3 separate regions of the Mus musculus genome follow, and all the other regions are linked to region 1. A link is a contact called in public Hi-C data. All regions are on one chromosome and are shown on one strand. The core of a region is the stretch at or near the end of the contact, and the rest is flanking DNA. Distances in the headings are between cores, read along the strand shown. Region 1 has its middle 20 kb from the start of Gm34732. Region 2 has its middle 20 kb from the start of Rab3gap2. Region 3 holds the start of Mark1 (MAP/microtubule affinity regulating kinase 1).

The links. Hi-C and Micro-C count contacts between places; a contact is called where the count stands out from the background.
Region 2: a Hi-C map of uterus shows a contact between it and region 1, with 2.6 times the contacts expected there. The contact joins two enhancer-like sites. A contact is called at or near these places in 19 of 484 Hi-C or Micro-C datasets (the G1E-ER4 cell line, cerebral cortex, differentiating embryonic stem cells and 7 more) and 3 of 115 datasets of contacts at active chromatin or transcription factors (all in embryonic stem cells).
Region 3: a contact with region 1 is called in a Hi-C map of uterus, with 3 times the contacts expected there. The contact joins the promoter of Mark1 here to the enhancer-like site in region 1. A contact is called at or near these places in 6 of 39 promoter capture datasets (the 3T3-L1 cell line, 3T3-L1-derived adipocytes, hippocampal neurons and 2 more), 3 of 484 Hi-C or Micro-C datasets (granulosa cells, nephron progenitors and uterus), 3 of 115 datasets of contacts at active chromatin or transcription factors (embryonic stem cells and vascular smooth muscle cells) and 1 of 9 other capture datasets (liver).

What each region holds. Positions count from the first base shown.
Region 1 is chr1:185,063,126-185,068,118 of GRCm38.p6, reverse strand. No RefSeq gene overlaps it. Among named protein-coding and RNA genes, the nearest start is that of Gm34732, 20 kb to the left of the region's middle. Within about 2 kb of position 2,943, at least 9 of the 459 cell types and tissues checked have an H3K27ac peak or open chromatin away from gene starts, as enhancers often do. A contact at or near this core is called in granulosa cells and uterus, where this site is marked.
Region 2 is chr1:185,181,400-185,186,392 of GRCm38.p6, reverse strand. No RefSeq gene overlaps it. Among named protein-coding and RNA genes, the nearest start is that of Rab3gap2, 20 kb to the left of the region's middle. Within about 2 kb of position 2,247, at least 45 of the 459 cell types and tissues checked have an H3K27ac peak or open chromatin away from gene starts, as enhancers often do. A contact at or near this core is called in uterus, where this site is marked.
Region 3 is chr1:184,996,500-185,001,492 of GRCm38.p6, reverse strand. Mark1 (MAP/microtubule affinity regulating kinase 1) reads left to right here and starts at 1,944. Exons shown (of 18, transcript NM_145515.2): 1 at 1,944-2,071. The coding sequence starts at 2,021. Gm39728 (a long non-coding RNA gene) reads right to left here and starts at 1,927. Exons shown (of 5, transcript XR_865821.3): 1 at 1,740-1,927.

The DNA of each region.
Region 1 (4,993 bases), core at 1,694-4,193:
CCTTGCTTCTCTTGAAGATGACAGAGCATGTGGTTGGATTCTGACAAATAGCATATCAAGAAGTCATTGCATAGACACACGTATAATCTCATCCCTAAGAGGATGTGAGCCTCTGCCCCTCTAATTTACATTGTATCTGCAAACGGTCTTGTGCTGGTTGAGTTTATTCAAAGTGGGAGCAAGGCGGCCCATGCTTATCTCAGGTTTATGTCAAGTGTCCTCTAAAGCCCCCTGTCCTGGGTCAGGCTGGCCTGGCTCTGTGATGGGAAGAGAGAAAAGCAGCAACCAGATAAGGGCATTAAAAACATTGTGTCCTTGAGAACAGCTCAGAGGTGAACCCTCGGCAAGGGAGGTTAACTTTGTTTATCCAGTGGTATAAAAATGCTTGCAGCAGAAACAAGACCCTTCTCCACGGGGCCCAGAGACTCCAGTGTGGCTGCTGTTTCCCTGGTCATTTCTGCTGGGTACTGTAAGCTCCTGATTTGAGGGCGTTACCTTAGTTTGCTCTCTCAGGCTACTCCAGTAGTCTCTGCTAGGATCCTGTGAGCAGCTGATTGGAGGATAATAAACTCACTCATTTGAAACCCAGAAGCACCCCTATTGTAGATCATCCTCTGCACCGTACAGAGCAGGCAGTTCCCTCGTGCCATTCCTCCCATCCGCCTTCAGGTGAGCTAATGCAGGAAACTGCGGCAGAAGCTGGCCATCGAGAACGAAGACCAACACAGATGGCACTCGCTTCCATACCCACCCATCCTAAACCTTTCCCTAAAACACACAGAGACATAAAGCTCTTTATCCATGATGATGATTTTTGTCTCTCATTCCAGCCGCTGAGCCGGCATTCTGTCTGGTACATTGGTGTCTTGGGACTTGGATTCTCATAAGTGGCACCAAGAGGAAAGTAGCCCAAGTTTTTCCACTCCTACCCCCATCTGTGTGGACATCCAGGCATGGATGCAATGTCCAGGACATCCCACAGCCTTTGCAGATGGGAATAGAAAAGGTTCAGAGCACTCAGGAGGATTAGCCAGCTGGACAGAAATGGCTGTTATGGTGGCCCTCCTTCTAGATACACATTAAGCACCACAGAAGAGGGTGGGGGTAACTATCACACAGTGAGAGTGCTAAGGTTCAGTTCCCAGCATTTCTTTTGTCCAGACTGCTGCTCCTTGCTTTCTCTTACCTTGTAGAGCACCTTTCTGAGTCTCTGATTTTAGCTGACCTCTAAAGTGGTTTGGCCAATTCATCTTAGTTTTCTTCTCTCGCCCCAGCTCTTCCAAGGGAAGGAAAGTGCAGGTTGGCAGAAATGGATACTTAGTCTTTTAATCAGAGGCTGATCCAGGGTGCGATGTATACTCTGGTTCCTGTCTTAAAAAAAGATGAAAGAACAGTAAATCGTTAAGGAAGAAGAGAACTTCTCAGAAAACACCGTTGCTGTTAGCTAAGACGAGAAGGAAGTCTTACTTTGCATCTAGACGTAGAATTAAATGCACGCTAAGAAATGCAATAATATATCTTCTTTATTTATAAGGAGTCAATAGATTATTGGTTTGTAAAATAGGATAGATCATCTGGAAAGCCAGGAGGCTGATCTCTGTTGGGCATCTGAGAGTGTGGGGACATCTACAGAGACACAGGAAGTAAAGGTCCTGGTTCTCAGAGACACGGAACTGAATGTAGAGAGCTTTTCAAGCCTAGGAAGATGTATTTCTATCAGACCTGAGCAAGCACAGCCTCTAGTGGTTCTCAACCTGTGGACCATGACCCCTTTGGGAGACAAATGACATTTTCACAAGGATCACCTAAGACCATTGGAAATATCAGATATGTACATTATGATTCATAACAGTAGCATTATTACAGCTATGAAATAGCAACAGAAATAATTTCATGGTTGGAGGGTGTGTCACCATAACATCTTAAAGGGACACAGCACTAGGAAGGTTGAGAACCAGTACTCTACAAGAACATTGCAGGGTAGTATTCCCTAGAACAGTAAAAACCTCCACACTCAGGTGCACAGGGAATTTATGTGGTAGGGGAGACTTGGTCAAGAAGATGGATCTTGAGCTATCTTGCCAGCCCCTTTGAGAAAAGTGCCTACAGAGCTTCAGCTCGTAGTCTTTTTCCAGGATCTGCCTCCTACATATGCTTTGTTGTTGCTGTTGTTGTTGTTGTTTTACATAAGCTTGTTGGTGACTCTAGACACTGTATTCGTGTCTGTCCCTGTAAAACCTTGTCGACAGACAGACTGGCCAGGTTTGATGGTGACTTCTAGGACTGTCTCTGGCACTCTCTTGGCCCTTTTTTTCTGTAGCTTCTAGACAAACTCAGGTTAGTTGGAACATAATTGTCCAAGACCCAGAGTCCAGCTCGAGTGTATGATGTCATCTCCTTCCTCTGTGCTGTGACGCAACATGGGAAGAGAATGGGCAGGGAGACATGGATGGTAGGGTGGGTTAGGGACTGTGACCATCACCTTGGGTGTCTTATTACAGAGAGCTGAGAGTTTGCCTATACTGTCAGAGAGCACAGGGGGTCATGATTTTCTGATGAGAAGAGATTGGTAGCCTCAGGCTTTGTCTCTGACAGAGGCTCAAGTATTAGGCCAACAGACCTTTGCAACAATCCAAAGGACTCCAGTTTTTTTTTTTCTGCCTTTGATGGGAGCTGCTATTGTGTTGCTGTTTTTGAGGGCTGAGGATCAAACCCAGGGCCTTGTGTGTGACATCCAAGCACTAACCACTGAGCTCCAGCTCCAGCCCAGCTGCTCCTGGACACAGCCAGGGTCTGGGCTTTTCTGCAATCCCAGAATGGTCATTGCCAGCCTCTTCGCTCTTAGCCCATCTTTTTGTAAACATGATATAAAGCAATCAGTTAGCTGTCACATTCCAGAAGTCCCTTCCCGAGGTCACATAACTTTGAGAGTGCTCATTCTAATTAGAGCCCATCTGCAGGAAAGCTGAGGCCTTCACTTGTTTTTCCTGCCTGTCCTAACCTTTCTCTCTCTGACTCCCTGCAAACGCCATGCCTTCCAGTTGGGCTAAGCTAATAGCTGCTCCTGAACACAGCTAGGGTCTGGGCTTTTCTGCAACCAGAATGTCCTTCCTTCCATCTCTGCTTGATGAAAACCTATCAGCCCTCGAGGGCTTAGCTCATGGTCACATCTTGTCTGAACTCAGTTCTCCATGCCTGCCCTGGTGAGGTCTCTTTCCATATTGGGCTCATGGTCCTTACCACCATCCCTGCCCTGTGCTGTTGCTATGTCTATGGATTGCATCAGGCAGGGACATAAAGTTATAGCACCTTGGTCTCATTATCAGGGTCTGAGCCTAGCAGGCCCTCTTCTCTGGGAATCATGGATCTATATAAAATGAGACTATTCTTCTTAGGTTGAGAAAAGTTGCACCCAGAAAAAGAGGAAGGGACAAAGGAAGAAAGGAAGGAAGGAAGGAAGGAAGGAAGGAAGGAAGGAAGGAAGGAAGGGAGGGAGGGGGGAGGGAGGGGGGAGGGAGGGAAGGAGGGAGGGAGGAAGGAAAATCTATTGAAAGTAAATTGGCAACAGGGGCTGGAGAGGCGGCCAGGAGTGCTTGCTTATCTTGCAGAAGGCTCAGGTTCGGTTCCCAGCAGCCAAGTCAGATGGCTCACAACCACCTCTAACTCCAATTTCAGGGGCTCAAGTGCCCTCTGGCTTCCACAGTAGAAGCATGTGATGCACACGAAGGTGAAAAGGCACACACCTGTGTAAATAATAAATAAATCTAAAAAGGAAGAAAGCTGAAAATGAGCCAACTTACTAACCACTTAGAATAAAACATCCCCAAACCAAATTTATAGGGAACCAAGACCCATTGGCTGAATGGCTGGGGACGGAAACTGAAGCTGAATCTATGGCCATCCTGTATTGTCACCATGGACTTCCCACTGTCGTGTGATCAAGAATCCCCTGACCTTGAGAAGGCTGGAAGTAGCCATGATGTTTATGGACAAGAGAAGCAAAGTAGCAACTAAATTAACTATCAGGCTTTTTCCCCTGAGCCAGGCACCAGAACAGTGCCTCTGTGCATGCCCTGCAAGCACCACTCTGCCACTGAGCTGTGCCCCCAGCCGCACTAAATCTTGACAAAGTGGTGAGTGCGTGCTAAAGTTTGAAGCAGAGACTGAGTCAGATTTTGATGGAAAGGATATCAAAATCCTAGAAGAAGCAAATGAGCCAAACAAAAGGATCATACACGTATTTCTATATATTATATGTTAGTATATCTCTCACTTTTAAATTATTGTTCAATGTTCTCCATTTGCTAATTCATACCTTTAAAGTTTTTTAATCTTTATTTTCACTGTATGCATGCAGCTATTTTACCAACATGTATGTTTGTGCACTATGTGTGTGCAGTGCCTACAGAGGCCAGAAAGGAGCATTGGATCCCTTGGAACTGAAGTTTCAGGTGGTTCTGAGCTGTCACGTAGATGCTGGAAGTCAAACTGAAGTCCTCTGTAAGAGCAGTGCTCTTAGGCAGTGAACCATTTCCCAGCCCCTCGCATGTGTTTTTTAATGTGCTTGTGTGCACGCATGTTTCCAGGCATGTGTGCCTGTGCATGGTGGGCAGGGGACAGCTTCAGAGGTTATGCTAAGACTCCATCCTCCTCCTTTGAGGCAGGATTTCTCTTCACCTGGGACTCACTAATGAGACTGGCTAGAGAGCCCAGGGGATCTACCTGTCTCTATCTCTCCAGCAGTAGAATTCCAAGTGTGTGCCTCCACTCTGCATTTTATGTGGGTCTGGGCGGGGAGGCTTCTCATCTTTGTAAGGGAAGTAGTTTTACCAACTGAACCATGGACCTAGCTCATGAGCAGCTGTTTTTAATTAAATTCTGGACACCCTGGTTTGTTCAAATGCAGTTTTCAAATATCTCTTCCATTTACATGTTGTTAGCAAAGTCTCAGGGCTGCAGGTCTGGGGTGAGCATATTACCCGAGTTTCAAAGA
Region 2 (4,993 bases), core at 998-3,497, 120 kb before region 1:
CACAGGCTTTACTCTTAAGCACCATGCTGTTTTGCAGCTCGTCCCCTGAGTGGTGTGCCAGTATGGCTCATCTGTATGGGCAGCACTGGGTAGTTAGAAGTGCCGTGCTGACCTCAGGGAACGGCGTTCAAGCACCAGCTCTGACCTTCTCTGAACCATCATACATCTCTGGGCCTCGACTTAATCAGCTTAAAACTACAGTATTTGAACAGCATGATCCTAAGATACCCTCTGGCCTTAAAGTTATATCATCACCAAAGAACAGTTCAGTATATATTTTGAGACCAGCATGTTGATCTAACTGACCTTGCTCCCACTCCCCAATTGTGCTTAATTTCACCGTTCTTCTTGCCAGTGCCCAAGGCTAGCAGCGCCTTTCACTATCTTTCAAATAATCTCTGATTCAGGCACAAAAGTGCAGGCTGGCCCTCCCTCCTTAACAAATCATTTGTTACCCTGAGGCTTGAACGTACGCTATGGCACGGAGGAGGACGAATGCCTCTTTCAGTGATATTAATTACTGTGAAGTAGCAATTCTGTACTTCAGGGCCTAGGAGGAAAGAGCTTTCCTCGCATTCTCACCTCTGCCTCCCAGACTCCCTCAACACATCCACCTCCCAGGCTGCGAAGAGCCAGGGTTGCTAGGAGACCTGTTCGACTGTGGAATAAAAAGGGAAGCAGATACTTCCTGGATGCCCCCATCTAGTTTTAAAAGACTGAGTTAAAGTACAAGTGGAGGTGGTTAGGGAAGGGAAGTGGGGGGGAGGGAACGGGAGATACACGTGAGAATCTGAAGTCATCCTTGCCAGGGCCAAGCTTGTCTTCAGAAAGCATGAGCTAAATCTATGCACCCCGGGTGGCAGAGCCCGGCATACGGTACGGTAGAGCCTGGCATAACTGGGTGGGGGGATGATCAATCAGACCCTGAGAGACTCATTTAGGATACAAAGTTGAGGGTCCTTTACAGAATGCTTGTGACTGTAGTTCAGTTGCTAGCATGGATGTAACCCTGGGTTCGAGCCCTAGCACTACATAAAAACTGAACATGGTGGTAACTCAAATGTAAGGCCACTCCACTCAGTAGGTGGAGGTAGGATGATCAGGAGTTCAAGGTCATCCTCAGATACACACCCAGTTAAAGGCCACCAGGGCTACATGGCACCTCTACCCCTTCCTCAACAAAGTGAGGTCTACCCCATGATCTCAGTTACTGTTCTGTTGCTCTAATAAGACAACCTGACAAAGGAGACGTAGGAAGACCTTATTTTGGTTCACAATTCCAAGGCATAGTCTATCCTGACAGGGGAGTCAAGGCAGCAGGAGCCTGAAGCAGCCGGTCACCTTTTATCCTTAGCCAGGAAGAAGAAAGCGATGAATGCTGATGTTGAGTTCATGTCCTACTCTTCATACAGTCAAGGATCCCAGACCAGAGGATGGTTCCGCTCACAGTGCCCAAGTGATGCTACAACTCTTCCAGTTGACAGCTGAATTTGACAGTACTCTCATGCTATTGGTGGGTTTTCTGGACACGGTATCTGGCACATGTGCCAAGCTCAATAAACGGTCATCATTATTGTGCTTGTTATTGTTGTGATTGTCCTTGTAGGTATAGATTTTGTCTCTGTAAGTATTTTTAGTTGCCGTGGATTAAAAACTTTTTTTTTTTTTTAAAGACAGGGTCTGGCTATGTAGCCCCAAACTCCTGATTCTTCTACCTCAGCCTCCTGACCGGTAAGATGATAAATATGCCACCAAACAAACATTTTTACCATAGACCTTGTCATCATTTAATGTCCCTCTAAAAGCATATTGTACTATTCCTATACATGTCTAAAGCATACACTTAGAGTCTGTTTCTTTTACCCAACCCACAGGTACTATGATCTTCAATACTTGTCTCAGAATCCAAACCAGATAAGCTGAAATAGCTATCATAACAAAACATGCACCATTCATAAACTCAGGCAAGCAAGTGCCACTGTCCTTTCATTCCTGACTTTCTGAGCATTTTGGCTAAGCTGGGTGTGGTATGTCCCCATCCAAGAAAACATTGTTTGGTGGGGCATACACCTTCCTTGGGTACCTCTGCTGTCCATCTAGTTTGGGCCCATGACCTGGACAAAACTGCCTTGCCTGATGTTACTCAGGCTAATTGCTTACAGCAGCAGCTTCTTAGACAGGAGGCTGGCAGTGAGCTCTATGCTAGGAGGATTCATAGCCTGGAAAGACATAACACTTCCAGACATGTGGTGGCCAGGTCACGTGAGGTCTGGGATCATCTGAAGCAGGGAGCTTCCGGGAATGCTGCCTCTTGCAATGTTGCCGGGCAGACAGGGGAACGCAGCTCTTTCTGAATTCAGAAAAGAAAACAAAGGCAAAACAAAAGGTGATGCGCTCGCTTTAAAACTCTGAGGAGAAAGAGCATTTGTAAAACTACCCACAGACACACAATACCTCACTCGGAGCTCTCAGACTAATTGAAAATTCAAAGCAGGGGTTAGGGGTGGTGCTAAACTTCTGCTACGTATGAGGATCATCTCTGAAACATCAGTGAACACGAAGTTCTTCAGAATAATGGTCAACAGCCTGCTTCCATTAAGCAGCTCCAGAGTCATGACCTTTATAGCCATGACTACCTCTGCAACTTCAGTTGAACCACATGTGGGAGGCAGCCAGGAAGAAGTGGGTCTGTCCTTCCAGTCCCTATCAGCTGTAGCAGGGAGAGGGGTTGACAGACAAGCACAGACTATAAGAAGTGCATTTTTTCCCTTTGTCTTTCATGATGATGTTGCTAATCCAAAATTTCCAGACTGCTTAAAGATGTGTTCATGCCCATCCTTTAAGCAGGCTCATAAATTAATAATATGTTTCTGTAGCTGCTTAATGTTATTTAGTGATACACACATACTTTGGGTAATGCATATTATGCAGATAGATACATTACATATATTATACATATTCAGGTAATATCACATGTAAGTTAACTATCTTTTTTTTTTTTTTTTTTTTTGGTTTTTCGAGACAGGGTGTCTCTGTGCAGTCCTGGCTGTCCTGGAACTCACTCTGTAGACCAGGCTGGCCTTGAACTCAGAAATCCCCCTGCCTCTGCCTCCCGAGTGCTGGGATTAAAGGCGTGTGCCACACATGTAAGTTAAAGAGAACATTTTTGCCTGTCTCTTTCTCTCTTCTTCCTTTCTTTTATCCCGGCTCCCTGCTCAAGTTTCAAGCCTAAAGCTCAGCTTTGGCCCAGCCTCTTCCTTTGACCTTATGATGAAAGTATCTCTTTAGAAGCAACAATCTTATTCTTGTGTCTGGCTCTCCCACTGGAGGGAAAGCCACCCACTTTTACCCTCTTTATGTAAAGAAAGGAGAGCTTTGACTGCGCTTTGACAGGTGGTGACCTGTCTCCTGACTCTCACTTTAGAGGAACGGGATGTAACAAACTGGACAACAGCCAGGATTCAAACTCTTTTGATTTCTGCCTCTGCCAGCTGCAGATGACTGGATGTCGCTCTGTGCTGCTGCCCTTTCGGTCCCAAGCCCTCTTCAGCAGTTACATACGAAGTTTCATGCAGCGCACCTGGTGGTTCAACTCAGCCTGCCAGGCTCTGCCTTGCCCTCTGACTCTCTTGCTGTGTGTGTGAAAGGCTTTAATACAAAAAGCTATATTGGAAAAATCTATTTCTGAAGACCCCACTCTACCACTGTCTCTCCACTTTCCCCTACTTTGAACATACAACACAGTCCACACAGACCTGTATGTGCACACGATGCCTATGGCTTGTGTTTCAAGGTTATATCCTTGAGTTCTCTGGAAAGGCTTTTACAGCTATGGAGTTTATAACCTGGTATGTCATAAACACAAAGTATACAAGTTTGCTTAGGATGCTTAACTGTATTCAGGGAAGCTCAGGTTTCTTTTACATTAAAAAATCATGTGGTTTGCATGTATGTATATGTATGTATGTGTATCATGTGGATGCTTGGTGCCCATGAATGCTAGAACTGGAGTTAAAGATGGTTGTGAGCCCTCCTGTGGATGCTCAGAACCAAACCTGTATCCATTGCTAGAGTAGCAAGTGCTCTTAACTGCTGGGCCATCCTACGGCAGTAGAGGGTGATTGACACTTTGGTCAAAGTTAGTCTTTCTATAAAGAGACTTAGGTTGAAGTCTGAGGAAAGAGTAGGGACGGTGATGAAGAATGAGCTAGGCATAGGTGATAGAAAATGGCTTCTGCGCAAGGCCTGGAGAAGGGCTCATTGAGGAACTCTCTCTCTAGCAAGTCAGGCGGCAGGCCAGTGTGGGAGAGATGAATTCCTGTCACCCTCTTCTGAGGAGCCCGCCTTTAGTATAGCCTTAGTATCAATCAGTTTTTGTTATTGTGTCAAAACACCCAAGAGAAACAGTTAAAGCAGAGGAAAGGTTTACTTTGCCGAGAGATTTCAATCTATTGCTCTTTTGACCTGGGTTTCCGCAGAGCATCACAGCCGAGGGTGTGTGGTGGAGTAAAATGCTTCTTCTTGGCTTCTAGGAATCAGGGGGCGGGGGAGAGAGAAGGGGAGAGGAAGGGGTCAGGGAAGGGAGAGGAAGAAGGGAAAGGACAGGAGAGCAGAGGAGAGGAGGGCTCTCAACCCCTTCAAGGGTACACCTCCAGTGACCTAACTTCCTCTTCTGCTGAAGTTACCCCCTCCCAACAGCAGCCAAACCTGGAGCTTTTGTGGGGCATCCCAAATCTAAACTTCATCTCTTCTCCTCAGCCCGGACACCACTCCAGAAAACAGTAGCTCATTAGTGCTAGCAGCTTGGTGGGCAGAAGCAGTTGTCTGATAGGGGGATGCTTCCGTTCCCTTACACACAAGGGGCTGGGGTTCAGAGGGGACTCTGACAAAGACCACAAGCAAATCGGCTTGACTCAGCTTTCCTACACTGAGAGATGATCAATACCTGAGAAAGACAAATGCAAAGTCTGTGTGAAAGCAAGGAGTATTGATA
Region 3 (4,993 bases), core at 695-3,194, 66 kb after region 1:
TTCTGTGTCTCATTAGCCTGAGGTAGCTATGATCGTGAATAAGTCAAGTCAGAGGAATTTTGTGAAATGGAAATACCCATCAGGGTTACCAGAGGAATGAGGACAGGGGATAGCATGTGAATAGCCTTTGAAGAATGACATCTAAGCTACTGGTGGAAGCCTTGTTGCATGGGGGGAGCACCTTGCTTGCTTATTGCTAGGCTAATGCAGACATAGTTGGAACACAAGGGACTTCTGTGTTAGCAGGGGTGCTGAGTGCACAACCTCCAGCTGATGAGAAAAGTACAAACTCATGCTTCAGTATATCTCGGTGAACCCCGATTTCTGAAGGACTCTAAAAGTGTGCCATTCCCAGAGGCACACCATAATGCAGGCTGTGGCCTTGTCATTAGTTCCAAAGCCTAAGTGCTAGTTGAACAGTAGAGATGGCCACCAAAGTGGTCTTGGGATTTTCATTTGCTCTGTGGAATTGAGAAGTACTTACAACATAAGATGCTTGAGAAATAAATATGCAGCTCGTGTTCTAGAAGCGACTACATACGGTGTGTGTGTGTGTGTGTGTGTGTGTGTGTGTGTGTGTGTGTGTATTCCCTCAAGATATGGGTTTGCTATTTTTAGGTTCTTCTGGCCCATGTTTTAAGGGTCAAGTGTTAAGTTTTCAGAAACAACTTTTAATGAGTCAGGATAAAAACCATCTGGCACAGGAATTCTTCCTCAAATGGATGCATTTGGGAAAGAGGAGTTTCCCATCATCCCAAGATTCCCATTTGAGGTTGAAGAAAGAAAAGGAATAGGGAGATGGTAAAGTTTTATCCTAGAGGCCAAGTGTGCAAAATATCAGAGTAAGAATGACAACATTGCATGGGGACAAATATGCCCAGGACCTGGAGTGGCAGGTGGAGGGAAAGGCAAAGCAGCCTTTTGGAAGGAAGAGTTCCAGACAGACCACAGAGACAGCCTTCTTACTCTCTCTGAATAAGTAGCCTAAGTGACACTTCCTTGTATCCCAGGAAGTGACGATCAGCCACTGTAGACATCAAGTCTCACCCACTCCAGGGATGCTGTGGGGTGCGGGGAGCCCTCTTCCACATGCTTTCTGGGCCAGCTCCTTTCATGAGGCTTTTGTGCCTTTTGTCCACGCCTGCCCCTGAACAACACCTCAGGGCAGAAGGATGCTGAAGGAAGGCTCGAAGAAAACCAGGAATTAAACCAGAGGAGAATTTAAGGATGGGCCAAGTGGAGAGTAGGATGGATGGTACCCAATGCTCCCTCCAGTGAAACAAATAAAAAAATACATAAAAAAGGAGGAAGGAGGGGGATCGTTCTCTATTCGCACGAACCCCATGTGTCCCCAGTGCCGGTTTAAAAGCCACACAAGAATCAACATCAAATCGCAGGACGCCCGCCGGAGGTTCTGAGGGGACAGGCTGATCCGCGGGTGGGGCGAGTCACTAATGAAATCCGGCCCGGCGGGCGGAGGCGGCCCCGCATCCCTAATGAGGGAATGAATGGAGAGGCCCCTCGGCTGGCGCCCGCCCACCCGGCGGCGGCCGCCAAGAGCCTCGGGGCGCTGCGTGCCGTGCCGCGCCCGCCGCTCCGCGCGCACCGGCTCCGGCCGCCGAGGGCTCCGGCTGATCGCGGCGGGGACGGCGCGGAGCGGCGCGCGGGCTCGGGGCCGCGGGGCCCGGCGCGGATGCGGCAGCGGCGGCGGCGACGGCGGCGGCGGCGGCGGCGCTCACCTGAGGCGGCGTGCGGGAGGCGCTGTCAGGGCCGCGCTCGCCGGGCGCCGCGCTGAGGCAGCTCCGGGGCGCCCGCTCTCCACTCAGCCCGCCGCGGCCCTCCGCGCCCGACCGGCGTCCCCGCGGCTCGGTCCCCGCGTCCTCGCCCGCCTTCCCGCCCCGCGGCCTGCGGGAGCCGCGCGCTCCCCGGCGCGGCCTGCTCGCGCGCGCCCGCCCTCGCCGAAGCCCTCCGCGGCCCGCGACCCGCCGGACCCCCCGCTCGACCCCGCTGCCCGCGCAAGATGTCGGCGCGGACGCCATTGCCCACGGTGAACGAGCGGGACACGGAGAACGTGAGTCTCCCGAGCCTCCGGCGCGGCTACCTGGGCGAGCCCGGCCTGACCCCCTTCCCCGTCCTTCCCGTCCCTACGCGGGGAGCCCCGGGGCGGCCCTCTGCTCGGAGGGGGTCCTGCCTGAGGGGATGCGGAGGGTGATGGAGGGCAGAGGGTGGGCGTCCAGAGTGGCTTCGTGAGCACCCCAACATTCTGGTCGCGCCCCCAGCCCCCCACTCGAGTGAATGGATGCTTGCTTGGCTGCAGCCCACGAGCCAGCCGAACCTCTTACACCTCGGCTGTCCTGGGATCTTTCAGCCCTTTGCTTTTCTGGATTTTTTTGAGTCCTTTGCAAACATACACCCCACCCCACCCCCGCATTGCCCCATGACTTTGCTTTTTGTAACATCAGGTCCACATTGGGGGGTGGGGGGGGGCACGGGCACCTTAGGGATAAAGAGGGCAGTGAAGTAGAGGGGTGTGTGTGTGTGTGTGACTTTATGTCACTGCAATACTCTCAGTGAAGAGTGGAAGATTTCACTTACAGCTTCTGTAGCCCCAAGGTGAGAAAGAAAAGATTTAAGAACCCCAAGAAGCCAGCTGTCTTCTTCTCTTCCTCAATCCAGTGTTCGTGACTCAGGGACAGGTTTTAAGTACTTCTCCTCAGAGTGTCACAAGGCACATTTCTTTGAAGGCAGGATTTTTCTGTGTCTGATCAAATTGCCCTCAGGAGCTTCTTTGTTTAGTTTGGTTTGGTTTAATTTTTTTTTTTTTTTTTTTTTGTTTTTAAATCAAGATTGAGATGTTCACTCGCCGTATTTGAAGTCTAACAAAACCAAGAGAAAGGCCAATTGTAATTTCATCTTCTGAGACGGACGATTGTGTTTATATGTGTGTGCAGGTTCCTTTGCAGGAAAGGTGGCTTTCTGTCACTGTTGTTTTTAAAATTCTCCGCGACCTGCCAAGGGGCCCGGAGGCTCCAGAGGGTCTGGCCTGATTGCTGACAAGTTTTAAGGAACTAGGGGGTTCTAGGCTTTGCGTGGCCGACCAGAGAGCTCTCTGGGTGTCTACGCCCCTCATCGGTCCTCCAGTGCTTAATGTACCAGTGACTTCATAGGGATTGTAAAGTAAAAATACTCAAGTGCTTTGGTGTTCTGAGACAAAAGATAGGGGAGGAGAGACAGGCAGGCTCGCTTTTCGAAGGGGCAAATGAGGCACAAACATGGGTGTTTTATCTAGAGAGTAGGGTTTGCATGTACTATATTTATTTGAAGGGATAAGAACACAATTCTACAGAGACCATTGTTAGAAGAACTAGGAAATTGTATGGGAATGCTTTGTCCTCTCCTGTGTCCTACACTTGAAATGATGAAGACACCAGGGCTGTCACCACCGTCGTACCTTGTTGCTCAGTTTGCACCGTGACTGTTGTCTTAGAGATGACACGGCTGCATAATTTTCACTGAAAGGCTAAAGGAGGTTGGAGGAAAGGGTAAAGAATTTGGTGGCGGTAGGTTTTCAAAGGTAAAGATTTATTATTAAGAACATCCTGTCATTTAAGAGTGACCGTGAGGAGTCAAGCGGAAGATGACCTTTGTTTTAGGGTCAGAATTCTGTGTGTTAACCTAATGTGGAGAGGCCCCGTGGCTTGGTTGTGTCCTGGGGTTTGACGGCTCGGCCTCTTGTTTAGGCGTGTGTGGATAGGGCTCTTTATACAGACATGGGATGGCTTTATAGGAATAGGCAGCAAGGAATTGTACCCCACGCAGCTTCCCATGCAAGAGCAGAAGCACAGCCAAGGGCACTTTAGAGCCTAGCAGTCAGAGGTTGTACATCTCGTTGAACCTTCCGAGGACGGTTGTGCTGTGTAAACTCACGTGCTTTGTGTCTGAGCATGTTCTTTCAGAGCCTCTGCGTGGTCTTGTTTCTACTCTGGTACAACATAACTGTCCCTGCATTTAGCTTACTTTATCTACTATGTCCTGATTATCTCCTCGTTGCCGTGGAAAGCATCCCCTCTGCTGTGGCTGTTAATTAATCGATGAATATGCACTTAACTCTGATTTTGACCTGGAAGGGAACGCAGAAAGGCTTTAGACAAGGCCTCTCCCTACTCAGAGCTGACAGGAGATGTCAATGCAGTCCCAGGTAGTGTACAGTAGAAGACTGAGGATAGCTAGGGCTAAACTGGCTTTGTAAGTGTTCCAGGTGTTTATTGAAGAGGCCACCGCTGGAGGCTGTTAAATGACCACTGGAGTCTTAAATAGCATTATCCATGGTGCCTACCTGCCATCAGTGAAACAGAGTTACCAGTTGGTTTGTCAGTGCATGAATTAATGCCAGCACGGTAGCCAAAATGTGCATTTATTTGTAATCACACAGGACATTTTTAAAGTATAGCCATACTTACTAAGAATATCCATACAAAAATATTGACATATTTTAAAAATATCTATGAAAAAATGTTTACTTCGTGTGACTTTTAGATCTTTTTCTTGTAAAGATAGTAGCCAAAACACTATTACTCTTAGAAATTAAAATAAATAAATACAGTGATTACTAAACAGTATTATATTGATATTTGCAGGTAATATAAACATTTCTTAATCATAAAGTAAACATTGTATATCTATACGCATATACACACACATATATATATATATACGTATATATATATATATATATATATATATATATACGTATATATATATACACACACACACACATATACGTATATGTATGAGTGTATACACACACACACACACCATACAATTCCAGGAGTGTGTGACCCTGCTGTCTCACCTATGACTGTGTAGAGTAGAGACAGAGTTGTTCTTTGGGAACATTCAGTGTGGTCTTCCAGGAGTGCTCATAGATAAAGGTTTGTGTGTGCCTGGTTGACAGGCCTCAACTGAGTAAATATGACAGGAAACAGTGATTAAC